Regions from separate parts of the Triticum aestivum genome. Here region 2 is linked to region 1. A link is a contact called in public Hi-C data. All regions are on one chromosome and are shown on one strand. The core of a region is the stretch at or near the end of the contact, and the rest is flanking DNA. Distances in the headings are between cores, read along the strand shown.

The links. A called contact is a pair of places that touch in the nucleus more often than the background predicts.
Region 2: a Hi-C map of leaf shows a contact between it and region 1, with 4 times the contacts expected there. The contact joins the promoter of LOC123122834 here to the promoter of LOC123122786 in region 1. A contact is called at or near these places in 2 of 5 Hi-C or Micro-C datasets (both in leaf).

What each region holds. Positions count from the first base shown.
Region 1 is chr1B:339,851,431-339,856,638 of IWGSC CS RefSeq v2.1, forward strand. LOC123122786 (AB hydrolase superfamily protein YfhM) reads left to right here and starts at 2,080. Exons shown (of 5, transcript XM_044543127.1): 1 at 2,080-2,334; 2 at 2,420-2,637; 3 at 3,391-3,552; 4 at 3,642-3,877; 5 at 4,021-4,428. The coding sequence starts at 2,247. The coding sequence ends at 4,273.
Region 2 is chr1B:340,461,262-340,466,469 of IWGSC CS RefSeq v2.1, forward strand. It overlaps LOC123122834 (microtubule-associated protein RP/EB family member 1C), which reads left to right and starts at 2,027. Exons shown (of 6, transcript XM_044543193.1): 1 at 2,027-2,284; 2 at 2,453-2,608; 3 at 3,413-3,519; 4 at 3,674-3,890; 5 at 3,983-4,096; 6 at 4,316-4,800. The coding sequence starts at 2,174. The coding sequence ends at 4,639.

The DNA of each region.
Region 1 (5,208 bases), core at 830-3,329:
TGGAGTAATTTACACAATCATGGAGAGGGGCGTATAATTACTTTCTAGCCCAATCTTAGAGGAAACATCCAACAACTAATCTTGATTGCTAAAGATGTTTAGATAAACTACATTGATGTTAACTGAGAAAAAAATTGCAGCTTAATGTTGAAATTCATTTGCATACACCATTTCCGTATACCAAAAAAATTAGGGGTTGTCTAGGACACATCTAGATGTGACATAGTTATGTCACATCTAAACCGATGTCCACTCTGTTTGTGGTCTTTTTTTTGTCCTAGTTTTTTTTGTTTCTTGTTGCTGCATTATATATTTATGGGAGCTTATATGTGACATCTTTAAAAAACATCTAGATGTGAATTAGACAAACTGAAACAATTAATATGAACCATCATCCTAGCTCCCTGTCTCTCCCACAAACAATAATTGACAAAGAGAAAACAAAATAGGATTTCAAAGGGATGTTGCCCCAATCTGTGGACTCGTCAGGACCGAATTGCCCGGACAGAAACGCGCACCACCTATCATAATAGAGCATTACCACAGCACATCCCACCCGGCAAAACACAGAAAAAAACAGAAGAAAGTTTCTAGGAAGCCTACTCCTTTAAACTCTGAAGTCGTCGCCTTCGCTTGTCTTCTACTCCTAAATTCCTCCTGCACTGCATAAACCCCGCACGCAACCAATCATCAATGTCCAATGACTCTTTTCTTTCTACACTTTCTTCTAAGTAATGGCAGCTAGTAACAGAGAGACATCAGATCGGGCCGGGACGGAAGAAGGAAATCAGGCGGCAACCAGGGCTTGGAGGAGGCGATGGCAGTGGCAGGACGGCGATGGGGATGGGGAGCTCTTCGATGGGCACTCGATTGGGCTGACCGGGGATTGGAAGCCGACGGTAACAGCATCGTGGATGCACCAGTAGAACGCCGGCTCACCGCATGCCTGTCGTAGTAGCAACCTCACAGTCAGGACAGGGCTTCAAGCACGGCGCAAAGACCACCGTGCTTCTCTCCCTCGTCCTCCTCTATGTCTCCGTGGCAATCAGCTCCGGCGCTTCGCCACCGTCACTGCGGATCCACTATTTCGATCCAGACAACATCATCGCGGACATCGCATTCCACACAACATCACCGCAGACATCATCGTCGTTGCTTGACGACACCGTCTGCGACGTGCCATGGCCGTCGAGGCGCCACATCATGCTCAACCTTACGGCAAGAGACGACCCGCGGGCAGAGTGACCCGTCCACGCTGGCGTCCTTCACCGTGTTGCTGTGTGGCTCTGGTTTTTGCCGGACGCTGCCCAGCGGATCCTCCGGCTACGCCATCTCCGGCCCTACCGGGACCAGATGTCGTACATCGACGAATCGTGGACCCAGGGGTGTGCTTGCTTTGGAGATGCTCATCTTCGGGCGCCGAGTTTCTAGCCCGTGGTCACCGTTTCCCCTACTCCGTTGTGTGCAGGCGCCGAGTTTCTACAATGTTGCCCTGACGGGGCTGGTCTCGGCGGCGACAGGCTCCCAAGAGTTTCTACTATGCCAGCCTTACGGGGCTGGGCATCGGTGGCGAGAGGTTCTGGATGGCAAGGAGCACGGGGATCCCCATATTTATAGGCCAAGGACCAGGAAGGCACGATCCTCCGAGACGTCGAGAAGGCACGACCAAGGATCAGGCTAGAAGGTGCGATTATTCACCAAGACGTCGAGAAGGTACGGCCGAATACGAAAGAAGCAACACGTATCAAGCGGCAAGGATAACACGTCTACAATGCCTTACCACCTGACGACACCCATGCATTGCAAACACAGGTAAAAAAATGGCAAACTACCTACACCAGCCAGTCACCGAGATATATGCACGGGATTAGTCACCACATGCAACGAAATTAAAAATAAAAAATCGCAACCGCCTACATGCACGCACGTAGTGAGATCTACAACCGAAAACATTTATATCTGTGAAGGGAGGAGCTAATAAAATCAGATCGTTTGAAGAGGAAGAAGTGGGCAAGACGAACCGACCGGTCGACCAGCACTATCCCGGTCGTGGATAAACTTTGTGGAAGCTAGTTGGTGGGCAGTGCTACAGACAAAACTGGTGCTCTCTGTTCTTCGGCAGCATCTCCGCCTACTGTCGTTGTTACCAACCAGCCGGCAGTCTCCATCCACAAGCTCTAAAGAAAGAAACGGGCAACCAGAAAGCCTTCCAAGTGACGGGAGAGGAGCAGAGGGCGGCGCAAGCCATGGCCACGGTGGAGCAGCAGCAGCAGATCGAGCACAGCCACCTCGCCATCAGAGGCCTCAGCCTCCACGTAGCGCAAGCAGGCACAGGTCAGCGCCCCCTCCCTCCCTCCCTCCCTCGACCACGCCCGCGGCAGGCCGGCCAATGTGAGTGGTGACCGTTGTCTGCTTGCAGGCGAGCTCGGGACGGTGCTGTTCCTGCACGGCTTCCCGGAGATATGGTACTCGTGGCGCCACCAGATGCTGGCCGTGGCCGCCGCCGGGTACCGCGCCATCGCGCCGGACTGGCGGGGGTATGGCCTCTCCGACCAGCCACCGGAGCCGGAGGCGGCGGCCTACAGCGACCTGACAGAGGATCTCCTCGCCGTCCTGGATGCGCTCTCCGTCCCCAAGGTGCCCTCTGGCCCTGAATTTTTGGACATTTTGGGGGTATTAGTGTGTCCGGATCAGGGATCAGTTCTAGATTGGGGGGAAAAGGGAATTCTTGGTTGTTGTTTGTCTCTTAAAATCAGCGTGGGATGGCGGTCGTGCAGAGTTACTAACATGGCCAGTCACTGTGAGTTCTACTAGTCCAGGTTCCCGTGGGAGAAAAATTCAGATGGAACTAGATATTTGAAGCAATTGAGATTGATTGCTTAAATATGTAAGAAATTTGCAGAAATTTATGGAGGTTTTAAACAGGAAATCATGGTAGAGTTGGTGTAGTTACAAACACATAACCATTTCTTCTTCCTCGGGCAACCACTCGAGTCTATTACTGTACTATATTTCCAGAATTCATGTGTACCTATGAAAACAGGTATATTGTTCTTCTGAAACAGGTCTAATGTTTCATCAACACAATTAGAATTTTTTTCATAGCGTGCTTAAAAGTACTCTCTCGCACTTTTAAGAGGCACATTTGTCACAGTTCTGTTGTTTCATTTGTTCATCTAGAGTATCAAACAAAGATTGGTATCAGTTCCATCGAGTTGATGTGTTTTAAGCTGGCACTCAATGGGATATAGGCAGCACCGAGAGTAAAACATGCCCTTCTGGTCGACATTGATCATTATTTAAGCATACAAAATAAGATAATTCCCTCACTAAAAACAGTGTTATTCTTCAACGTTCTCGTCTGATGACTTCCATTTTGCTTCACATCAGGCTTACCTTGTGGCAAAGGATTTCGGAGCCATGCTAGCTTATGATTTTGCTCTTCGTCACCCCAGCCGCACATGCGGCGTTATGTGTTTGGGCATCCCATTTCTTCACGGTGGCTCCTCCTTCACTGCCATGCCCGAAGGCTTCTATATACTGCGTTGGCGGGTTTTTACCCTAACCTGAAAGTCCCATGTCAAAGCACATGACTAGAGAGTTCTTCTCATGATATGATACAAAAAGCTTGTGCTTTGCAGGAACCAGGAAGAGCAGAGGCAGACTTTGGCAGGTATGACGTCAAGCGAGTCGTGCGCACCATCTACATTCTCTTCTCTAGAAGCGAAATCCCGATAGCGAAGGAAGATCAAGAAATCATGGATCTCGCGGACCTGTCGACTCCCCTTCCAGAGTGGTTCACTGAGGAGGATCTTGCAATCTACACGTCCCTCTATGAGAAGTCTGGTTTCGTGTATCCACTGCAGATGCCATACAGGTAAACGCAGCGATTACTAATTTCCATTCTCTTAAAGGTGCCTTAGATTATGTGCCAAAAATTGTGGTGACTCAATAGTTTGTGGTATTAGGTTCATCAAGTATTGACAGATATTATTACATGTGTGCTGCAACGCTTGACAGGTCTCTCCATAAGAGGCAACCAATTGAAGACCCAAAATTCGAAGTCCCGGTGTTCGTCGCCATGGGGGAGAAAGACTACGTGATCAAGTTCCCCGGGGTCGAGGCCGTGTTGAAAAATGGCACCATGGAGAAGTTTGCGCCGGATCTGAAGATCACCTACATCCCTGAAGGAAGCCATTTCGTTCAGGAGCAGTTCCCGGACAAGGTCAATGAGTTCCTCCTTGGCTTCTTGAAGGACCATCCTGTGGCTTGACAATACGGTCTACTGCTATGCTTGGCCTGCACTCGGTTTCATAAGCACGTACATATTCTGCAATGCTGTGAACATATATTATCCGTGCTTCCAGTGATGGATATGCTAGTTTTATCAGCAATAATAAATATATAATGATCCGTGTTGTCCTCTAATCCTTTAGAACGCCAGTGTTTAGTGTCTCATGGAATCGTGTATTTCGCCCAAAATCTATCTGGATTTCAGTTGGAACTCCCAGGATTCGAATCGAAGATCGTCTCTAGCTTGGTAGGACATAATGTAACGAAGGCACATGCCGCAAGGGGTGAATCATGCTAGTTTCACCAATCGTGCTACTGTTTTAACAACTCCAATGTTCATTTGTGGCGACTTTGATGATCTCAAGATGATGTGTCAGTTCAGTCTCTGGGAGGTGCTTCTAGGAGTAGGGTGCGTGTTCTTACAATTGAGTATATGAGCGTCTGCGTTTGTGTTAAAAAAAAGTGTAAGATTAGGGTGAATACCCACGAGAAGTGAATTGCAGACATTTTGACCCTTTATATGCATGCAAACTTCAGTCCTGAAACAATTGTACCTATTTCGTTTCATAGGCGACTCCAGGTAGGCTAGTAGCGAATTCCATGCAACATGGAAGTGTCCATGGCGCACGAGTGCACGACGATTGGGAACAACACACCAGCGGATCAGCTGCTTAAGTGGCAGTTTACATCATTCATTCGTGCGAAATCAATCAATCAATAGGCAAACTGAAACTACCAACATACAGACAATGCATGTTAGATCATTCAGACTAGGCTATAAGAGTTGAAGAATACTCCCTCCGTTCCTAAATATAAGTCTTTTTAGAGATTCCACTATGAACTACATACGAATCTATATAGACATATTTTAGAATGTAGATTCACTCATTTTGCTCCATATATAGTCTCTTATTG
Region 2 (5,208 bases), core at 777-3,276, 610 kb after region 1:
TTGGTTGGTTGGGTAAAGTTCTCTCTTATAGAGGCAAACTGATCCTTCTGACTACCTGTATTGCCAACATCCCTACTTATCTTATATGTCCAGTATGAAATTTCCTAAATGGGCTATTGATATGATCTCTTCTCAAATGTCCCACTTCTTCTGGGGCAATGTGGGAGAGGTCCATAAACACCACTTGGCTGATTGGGGCCTTGTGTCTAGGAAAAACGGAATTGGTGGTTTGGGGATTCCCAATCTTAGGGATTTAACATGGCTCTACTTGCTTCTTGGGATAAAAGATTTTATGATGGTAGAGATAATGATTGGAAAAAAAATCTTCTTCGAGTATGCCATCAACAAACCTAATATTTTTTATGCCAAACCTGCCTTGGGCTCTCCTTTTCTGAAGAGTATCTCTTGGGCTTTTCCTGCTGCAAAAACTTTTTATAGATGGACACCTAGAAATGGAGAAAAGTTGCCTTTTGGCATGATAATTGGGTTGGAGATTGCTCCCTGAAGACCTCATTCTGGGACTTGTTTGACATCTTTCAGCAGCAAGAGGCTAATCTTGCTCAAGTTTGGAATGGGGAGACCTTGCATCTTACTTTCAGGAGATGTGTTGATGAGACTACTTTGTCTAGATGGTTTATCCTGTTAAACTTGGTGAAACAAACTACTCTTTCTACTAATGTTGATTGTCCTGTTTGGACCCTTGAAACTTCTGGCCAATACTCCGTTAAATCTTTTTATAAAATGGTCGATTTTGGTGGGGTTTCTTCTGAGATCCAAGATTCAATTTGGAAAATTAAGGTTCCCCCAAATATCCATGTGTTCCTATGGCTGATGTTTAATAACCAAAGTTTAACTAGAGATAACCTAGCCAAAAAGACATGTAGAGGATATGTCTTGTGTCTTTGTAGTGAACTTGAAACTATACAACACCTTTTCTTTGATTGCATTGTTGCTAAAGAGATCCGGTCCATTATTGCTTAATCTTTTGCCATTCCTATTCCTGTTTCCTTCACTTCCTTGTCTTCCTTCTAGAAGAAAAAGAAACATTATGAAGCACTCAACACTGCTACATCTGCTACCTTGTGGAGCTTATGGCTTTTGCGCAGTGACTTTGTCTTTCAGGGAAGAAGATGATGAAGTATACGCTGTGTCTTGGATCTGGTTGGGGCTATGATCAGGCAATGGAAAATCCTAAGTACCAAGGCCCGGGGTGCTCTTCTTCTCCGGTGCTTAAAATTTTTGGATCATCAAAGAGGGAAGTTGCTTAGGATCGCCTGGAGTGGCTAAAAAATGGGGATGGGAAGGGTGCTATTTTGTGTGCCAAATTGAGTCTATCTTTTGTGCACTTTCTCTGGTCCCCCTGTCAAACTCTTCTAAAATGTAATGAGGTAGTTTATGTGAACCCTGTATAATCGATTTATGGCAGCTATTTTGGTTGTCGCCGAGCGTTGCTTAACAGTCTGGTTGATTGTGGTTTGCCGAGCGCTGCTTAACAGTCTGCTTAAAAGTAACAGCGCTGCTTTAATAAAAGTTGAGGCGGGGGGAAACACCTTTCATTTAAAAAAATGTAAAAAGGTTCATCGAATTCAAAAAAGTCCGTTGAATTTGAAAAAAGTTCATTGAATTTAAAAACAAAGTTCATCGAATTACATGATCGCGTGGTTAATCGTAGCGAAGGTTGAACGAGGAAGTTCGCAGGCTTGGTGGAGCAGAACCACCCGTTCGATCACACGCGATTACTCCTCTAGCAAAAAGCAACGGGCAAAATTCGCTGAAACCGAAAACGCTCCACCGTAGCCCATAGGCCACAGCTATGCCAGCCCAACGCGAGTCGCCTTCACACCGCGAGAGACGTGAAGGAGATGCACCCTGGCCACCCGCGCCGCTCCCAACGGTCGGACGAATCCGGCCGTCCACCCGCGCCCTGCGCCCGGGCATACCCGTCGAAATCTGAACCCCTTTCCCAGCCCTGGCCGCACCGTAGACCTAGGAGGGCAGAACCGTCCGGCGCAAAAGTCTCTCTCACCTTATATCTCGGCCGAATCCCCAACGCCGCATTCGAAAACCTTCCTCGCGAAACCCCAACCCCGCTCCTCTGCTCTCCTCCTCCTGGTCCCTCGCGAGAACAGGTCTGGGTTGCGTCTCCGGCGGCGGAGAAGCAAGGGAGGCGGAGATGTCGGTCAGCAACATAGGCATGATGGACGGCGCCTACTTCGTGGGGCGGAACGAGATCCTCGCCTGGATCAACACCACGCTGCAGCTCAGCCTCGCCAAGGTCGAGGAGGTACGCACGGATCTCCCCCTCCCCCCTCCACCTCGTGTTTCAATCGGCTGTTCGTCCCCCGATCCGCGCGGTTTGCCTCCAGGCGCTGGGGTTCTGCTGGATCTGCGGGTTCGATTCGTTGTGTTTCGGGATGCTGACATGGCGCGCGGCCGGAATTCTCGTGTGCAGGCGGCGTCGGGCGCGGTGGCGTGCCAGCTCATGGACGCGGCGCACCCCGGGGCGGTGCCCATGCACAAGGTCAACTTCGACGCCAAGAACGAGTACGACATGATCCAGAACTACAAGGTCCTGCAGGATGTGTTCAACAAGTTGAAGATCACTAAGGTGCGCTTCCCCCCCCCCCCCCCCCCCCTCTTGAGCGAATTTATGTGGCGTTAGTTGTATTGCTCATGCCGCCAGATTACTCCGCACACGAGGCTGATTTAGATTTTGGCCGTGCTGTGTGGGCGCGTGTTTGTTCGGTAGCCTGTAGTTTCTGTAAGAAACGATTGATTGCCCCGAATTCTGATTCTAGATCCAGTGGTATGTACTACTGCATGGACTTGGAGAGGACCCAAGGTTGCAACTACGCTTGGTTACCAGAAATTGCAGTGGATTTCTAGAGTTTTGTGTTTTATTTCAGTGGTGCCAGAGTTGTATGCAGTTCTAAGGTTGAGACAACCGAACAATACCAAGGCATAGAACACTTAGATGCACTAAGAATTTGTAGGTTTATCAGTTCATTGTGGAGTTGCGGTCACCAGAATTCAATATACAGACACTGAGCCATGAATTAGGCAATTGGCTAGTAATTTGATGGGTATATGTAGTTTTGTGGATTGTGGAAGTGAAGGGTCAAGTCATCAATTTTTTAGGCTGCTAAAAATACGGATCTGAATTAGTTCAAGTTCATAAGCCCAATGAAAAGAAGGTTACCCTATTAGCTATATAGTATTTTTAAACTGTGTACAACCTAAATAATGGTGTTTTTTGCTGTGTGGAGAATTGCCGTTTGTCATCAGAACTGTGAAAACTGAAATTCGATCCTTATGAGCAATCTGGATTATTATTGCTTATATCCTTACTTCTTTTTATTCCATAGAGACTATTAATGTAACTGAACATTATGATCTTTTCTCACTGTTGCAGCATATTGAAGTGAATAAGCTCATCAAAGGAAGACCTCTTGACAACTTAGAGTTCATGCAGTGGATGAAAAGATATTGTGATTCTGTCAATGGCGGATTCATGACCAGGTACTCAACCCCCTTCTTTCTGTAGCATAGATGACCAATTTAATTGTTGCTATCTCTCAAATGCTCTCAGCCTGTTTAGTGTTACCAATTGTGCTAATCATATCTGTTTAAAATCCTCTTAACACTTGTCTCTTGTTGTGTTATGAACACACAGCTACAATGCTTCTGAGAGAAGAGAAAGTAGCAAGGGTGGGAAAGACACCAACAGAAGGACATCAGGGACTTCCCAGGCACCTGCCAAGTCTGCATCCGCCACCCACAAAGCTCAGCCTCCACCGCACGCTGCTAAACGGGCCAATGGGCATGCTTCAAATGCTCCACAGCGGTGCGCAAAGCCACCTCCAGCTGCAGCGCCAGCTTACGATGCACAGGTGAGAGTGACTTGGCATGAGCGCTGAGCATAACGTTCTTGCTGTCTCTCGGCATTGCACAAGTCCTGTATTCTGACAATGATACTTTGCAGATGACCGAGCTGAAACTCCTTGTTGATAGCGCCGAGAAAGAGAGGGATTTCTATTTCTCCAAGCTGCGGGACGTCGAGATCTTGTGCCAGAGCCCAGAGGTTGAGCATTTACCGGTAAGTAGCAGAAATGCTTGACCATTCTCCTAGTTTGTGTCAGTTGCTGAGTTTTAAGCTTGTCAATGATGCAACAGTAGGTCATCATACCCAACTTATTACTGTGTTCAGCACTGTTGACGAGTCTTAAAAAAAACCTTCTGAACAAGTGTAAACACCATGCTTGTAGAGTACAACAGCAGGGCAATGTTGATGATGACATCTTTATCCTGTGTGCAGATTGTTAAGGCCATCCAGAAGATACTCTACGCTTCGGAGGATGACCCCTCGACGGTGGCAGAAGCCCAGGCGGAGATGGTGGCGCAGCAGAACCAGATGCAGCAGCAGCCAATGCTGAGCCCGATCCTGGAGGCGTCTGAGGCCCCAAGCATCACCCCCAAGGATTCTTCCGAGGAGAGCTTGAGGCAGGAAGCAGCGGCAGCACACAAGAGGAAGAGCATCTCGGACCTGGAGGAGTTCGAGATGGGGTCGAGCTCCAGGATGAGGCTCTCAGACGTCTCGGATGTGCAGCTGTGCGGCTCACCGTTGATGAGCTTCACCTGAAAGAAAGGAGGGACCGAATTGCAGGGGCTAAGTTGTTGTCATTGCCGGTTGTTTCGTTTGTTGTTTGGTGTTATAATGTGTGTGCCTTTGACTGTGATCGATCTGCCACAGCATTTGTGGCCTTCTGCAACATGTTATTATTGAATAGCCTCTTTTATGTAGTCACTGGTGCTCCTTGCTCTGCCTCTTTTATTGCAAGACGGTCTGTTTTCGATTCCCAAAAGGTTGCTGCGCTCTGATTTTGTTAGCGGGTATCCCTATTCTGTGCTGGCGCCTGAATCCTATACGTGAAGCAGTTCAAAATGGGAACAAGAAATGGCAACGTGCATCGGAATTTCTACAAATGCAACCATAAGGTAAGTTTTCTTTGAATTTAGTGCTCGGTGGCCCTGTGATTTTTTTTGAGGTGGGTCGATGCTAATGAAGAAGAAGCTCAATGCGGATGCAAAGGCAAGAAGTCGTTGAAGTATCTGGGAAGATTTACCTGAGGATTCAGGTTGCATTTTGGTTCTCTTCTGCACTGACGTCTCTTAGTTATCTGTTTATATTACTATGTAAAGGAGAAGACA